Regions from separate parts of the Hordeum vulgare genome. Here region 2 is linked to region 1. A link is a contact called in public Hi-C data. All regions are on one chromosome and are shown on one strand. The core of a region is the stretch at or near the end of the contact, and the rest is flanking DNA. Distances in the headings are between cores, read along the strand shown.

Region 1 (2,700 bases), core at 4-2,503:
CTTAAAACTTTATGCATAGTATGAGACACCGACTTGCCATGGGCATGGGCGTGAACGCAAGTAGTAGAATTTAGGCTCATGGGCTTATTACCGGAGGGTGGAGATATGCCTGGGCTGCCGCTTCTTGAAAGAAGCCCCGCCGTGCGTCGGTGGAGGGAGGAGCCCCGCCAAGCTTTGTGCACCGGCTCGATCGAGGAGGTTGATCTTGTCGTTTGCCATTGTTGCTGCGCCTCGTGGACTGCCGTCTAGGAGGTTCTAGCCCGCACCGCTACGAGTGAGGTTGAGCCACCATTGTCGGGAGTCATGTGGTCGCTGACCGCCACAACATGAGTTGATGGAGTGGGTGAAGATGCACGGCCTCGCCGCCATGTCGTCGTAAAAAAAATCACCCCGAATCATGTTTGGAGTAGCAATCGATGATTTCATGTACACATGCTCAATCCGAACGAATAGTACATGCATAAGATGAATAGAAGATACATGATTAGATCTCTTATAATAACTACAAAAGACAACTAACTTGATTCATGCATGTTTGTGAGTTGCCTAAGTGGCCGTCGCCACCAGTTTCAAGAAAGTGGTCGTTGTGCGTTGTACAGCCATGCTTGCAGGCGGCCGTTTCTCTGACCCGATTTCCTTGTAGAGATGCATGCATGCGGGCGCATGTCCGTAATTGCTCCTGTACATGCCTTTAATCCAATGAGTAATTCTTAGATCATTGATTAAACATAAGAGGACAAAACCCAAAGGGAGAAAGTGCTATGATTGATTTGTGTTTAGAATGGCTGCATGTGTGTCTACAACTTGGTTCGCCGCACAACAATCTTCTGACGAGGTCTACTGCTCTCGGTAGAATCTTCGTGCTAATAACGTGTTTGAAGTAAAAATAAAGAATCGAAAGAGATGAATGCAAGATGAATCATTAATCTTTATTAATGATAGCAATGGGGTATTTATAACCGGGCGGAAGTACACATGTTGCTTGGGAGTCAAGTAACTTGAAGTTACTTAAAGACCAAATTATTACATAGTTTCCTTGAGAGTTAAGGAAGTGCATGGTTGCTTGAGGATTAAGTAACCTATCTAAGAATTAACTTAATCCTAATCAGCTTAATTAATAAGCAACTAATCTATTCTTAACAAAATCTGCGCGCCTCCAACCCATCTCCACCACTTGGCCGTGACAGAGCAACCAACACTGCCACATCCGCCGGCCCCATCGATCCGCATCCCGCCATGTTGCCCCTGCCCACCCATACACCAGCGCGGGCCCCGCAAGCCCAGATCCGGACCGTCGGGCCCGAATCGCCGCCGCCGCTCGTCCCGAGCCATCCCGCAACCGCTACTGCCAGGGAGCCGCTCCCGCGCCCGATTCGACCTCGTTGTGTTGCTCCCGTCGCCGGTGCCCCGCTTCAGCTTCGACAGCCCCTCGTCAGAGTCCGCCCACCGCCCGGAGGCCCCAAGCTGCGGGCGTCGCGGCGATCGACCTCATCCCTGAGCCCTCCGTTGGCCGCGCATGACCTCCAAGACCACGTGCATGGCACCCGAGGATGCAGCCGCCTGACCTTGCTGCCCCCTTGTTGGTCGCGTCTCGCCTCCTACGAGATACGGGATGGCCGCCCGAGCATCCGGCGATCCCCGGCCAACCGCGCTCGTCCCTGTGCCTCCGGCCACCCCTCACTGTCGGCGGCCCGCCATTGGTGTTCTATTGCTCGAGCAGGAGATGCGAGCCAACAAAAGGTGGGCCACGGCTTGACCCCGGCCAAGCTCCCCATTGACCGCGACGGTGAGGCTCAGCTCGCCCCGCCTCAACCGACCCAACCGCTCCGCCGAACCAGGCCCAAGGCCTGCCAGACAAGCACAACCGCTATCCCTCGCCCGTGCATTCCATAGTTAAACGACGCCATGCCCTGTTGGCCCATTAGCTCACCAGATTCAGCCTGATATGTTTTTTTCTTCCGTGGAGGACGATTTTTGCAATTATCTAGTGAATTGCAGTTTTACATATGAGTCCCTCATGTTCATGCACTAATAACTTGAGAACCGTTCATTGGATTAGAATGAGTTAAACATGTAAAATGTGTAGAATTTTGTGTAGATTAATATTTTCCAACTTTCACACATGTTAAAAATAGCTCAACTTTATGTTTGCATTGTTTTGTGTGATGCCATATTAAAATGATGTAATTCATAGCAAAATAACCGTGCATCGTATTTAAAAACTGTATACATGAAAAATGCTTAGAATTTCATGTAGTTTCACAATATCCAATTTTAAACCATGATTAAAATGTTTAACTTGATGTTTTAATTTAGTTTGCACAAATGTCGTGTTAAAACGATTTGTCTCAATACTAATTAACCGTAGCTCCGATTAAAATGTTCTACATATGTTACTTGACTAGAAAAATGTGGAGAACAACATGGTGGAATTTATTTTGCTGTTTAACAAATCTAAAATTGTGTGATGGGAATAACAGTACCGGAATCTTAATTTGCATATGGTGATCTTCCGAAATCGTTATTTGTTGTTTCGGCCCCATTTAAACTTCCCTAGAATTTCACGTAGTCGCATGATATCTTGTTCATCCATGTTTTAATATGTTTGTTGTTGTCATTTGCATACATTTTTCATTCATGCAATGTCATCTTATGTTGGTCATATCTTTTACACCGTAACACCGTTCTAGATGATCTATA
Region 2 (2,700 bases), core at 156-2,655, 200 kb before region 1:
GCTCTTAGGCCAACTCCACTGCGCGACCCCATCCTGTCCGGCCCCGTCCGTTTAAGGTAAAAGGGACAAACCGGTCACCCCAGCGTGAGACGGTCTGGACCCATCTTGTCCGTTTTGTGTCCGGGGCGACCCATTTCGAGCGCAAACTTGCGCGGGGTTTGGGTCGCGGGGGACATCAAACAGACGCGCGCTCGTCCGCGTCGGGGCCGCGTGGCAGGCGGCCACCTATCTTCCACCCACCCACATCAATGCGCATGAGCGCCCGGGCCCGCCTGTCATCCGCTCAGGGAACGGTCACGGTCCTTCCTAAATGGGGAAGCCGTGGACCGGTCGTCGTCCACATTTCTCATCACCACCCCGCAGCCTCCTCGAAACCCGACACCCAAACCCTAGCCTCCTCGAACTCGTCGGCCGCCCACCTCGCAGCCATGGGGCTGTGGAAGCACGACCGCAAGGGGAAGCACGACCGCGAGGCTGGCTCCTCGTCGGGACGTTGTCGCGGCTCCGTGAAGGAGGAGGCCGCATCGTCACCGCGGCGGGCCTCCGCGCCTGCTCCCTTCACCATCGACCCTAGGCCCGCCGGTCAGCGTGATCGGCAGTACCTCAACGCTGAGGTATGCCGGCGCTACTGGGAGACGAGGATGCCGGTCCTGTGGAGCGACGTCCGTCACCGGAGCGGGACGCCTCGCCACGGGAGGAGGTGCTACATGCTCCTGCCAGCTTCCAGCCCGCCCCCGCGCACCACGGACCGCCGACCCACCTCTGGACGCCGCTGGCCTACGTCGACCTCGTCAGCGACGACGATGACGACGACACCGACGGTCAGTGAAGACGGCGACGGCCACGACATCGACGTTTTTTTAATGTTAATTATGTCAAACTGGACCGTTTTGTGGTCGTGAAAAAATGGTCTTTTTTATGTTAATGTTATGTTTTAAGTTTTTTTAACTGCGTTTATTTACTTTTTAGTTAAGTTTTTCTATTTTTTTAATCACATTCAACACGGACATGATTTGAGGTGCGGCCGCGCGGTGGGCGCACGTATAACCCAACGGACAGAAGCAGACATAAACGAACCCATTGTCGTTCAAAACGAACAAAATCTGATCAAACCAGACGTGTGTTTGGAGTCGTGCGGTGGAGTTGACCTGGAGTCTGGAGTGTAAATAACACTGTAGCAAGCATGGACCGGGCCTTTGGCGAATCCTGGCTTCGCCACTGTCTACCGTTGACACTTTTCCCGTTACCGGCTCACCACCGACTCCACATTCCCCATCGTTGCAAACAACAACAACAACAATAAAAAAAAAACTCCACCTTCCCTCACAAAACAAAGCGCGTACCAACTAATACGGGCCCGCGGTCATACGAGTACCCGGCATAAACTGCAGACTAGTCCGAGGGCCTGGCCGAAAACACACCGTCAAAACGTTTTTGTAATCGATTTCGTGCCCCTTCCGCCGTTCCGCGTGCGTGCGTGCGAGCGACCTTCTCCCCCCCTTCCCTGCCGGTGGCAGCGACCGAGGCAGCCGTCGGAGCGGACGGGCGCGAGTCGGCGAGTTTGCTCGGATCTCCCGAAGGCCGCGCGGTTCCGACGGGCCATGGGCACGCCGGAGTTCCCTGACCTGGGGCGGCACTGCAGCGTCGGCGACTGCCACCTGATCGATTTCCTCCCCTTCACCTGCGACCGATGCGACTTCGTACGTTTCCGCCCCCCTGTCCCTCTGATTCGTTGACCGAATTTGACTATTGATTAGCGTGAAAGTTGGATCAATTGCGTTTAGAGCTTGGGCCGGTCTGAGTATTGCTCTGTGGATTGTGGAACGCGAGAATCGTTGCTTCTCTGCACACGCGCTTTCCTGAAACAGATCCTGGTAGTGGTAGTTTGGGCGGTTTTACTTATTGTGATCTGGCAGCCTACTAAGAAGTAAGAACTCACCTCAGGAGATGGTAAGGGGCTAAGGGAAACCGAATTATTCTGGTCAATGCCCCTTGGCCATTCATGTTGTTGCCTGGGCAGCAGGGAAGAGCCTTTCTTTCTCCAATTCCGGGCAATAGAGTATCAACGCCTGCCATCTTGAAGCAGTGCTTCTGCTGGCTTTGTTGCTGAAGTAGAGTTATTGTGTCACTGCTTAGTATTTCGTCAGTAGTGACATGATCTGCATGAACTTTTGGGGGATGCCAAAGAAATGCTTTGGTTGATTGAAACATTCATTTCAAGGCCGTTGTGCTAGATTATTAGTTTATGGACACATGTTTGTAGACTCGAACGTAAAACCTACTTGATCCTAAGTTCCTAACTGCCATTGTCATACACCAAAGTAGAAGCAACCTTTTGTAAAGCCTATTATTGAAGAAACAACAAGCAAACATGTGTACATGGTTTAAGTATAATATATGTATTTCATGAGAGCTAGCCTTTTTTAACATTAAGGAAATATTAGATTTTGAATAGTGTCCTGAGACCTGAAGCACACTACTTAATGCATTACATAATAAGAAGCAACTACTGGTGTACCAAGAAATGGTGGACTCTAACCAAACTAGAAACCGGGGGGGGGGGGGGGGGGGGGGGAAGCCTTAATCGGCTAGGAGTACCCGTTTTCACTTTTCAGTATGGCTGACAATGATGAAAGAACCTGTATTCATAACCGCAGCAGCACCCAAGTATTGTGTCAGTTTCACCCCCTGAAACCCCCC

The links. A called contact is a pair of places that touch in the nucleus more often than the background predicts.
Region 2: a contact with region 1 is called in a Hi-C map of leaf, with 7 times the contacts expected there. The contact joins the promoter of LOC123425638 here to the enhancer-like site in region 1. A contact is called at or near these places in 2 of 6 Hi-C or Micro-C datasets (leaf and seedling).

Annotation. Positions count from the first base shown.
Region 1 is chr2H:155,911,469-155,914,168 of MorexV3_pseudomolecules_assembly, reverse strand. No RefSeq gene overlaps it. Among protein-coding and RNA genes, the nearest start is that of LOC123425636, 59 kb to the right of the region's middle. Within about 2 kb of position 1,253, at least 3 of the 3 cell types and tissues checked have open chromatin away from gene starts, as enhancers often do. A contact at or near this core is called in leaf and seedling, where this site is marked.
Region 2 is chr2H:156,109,843-156,112,542 of MorexV3_pseudomolecules_assembly, reverse strand. LOC123425638 (zinc finger AN1 and C2H2 domain-containing stress-associated protein 16-like) reads left to right here and starts at 1,405. Exons shown (of 2, transcript XM_045109335.1): 1 at 1,405-1,700. The coding sequence starts at 1,602.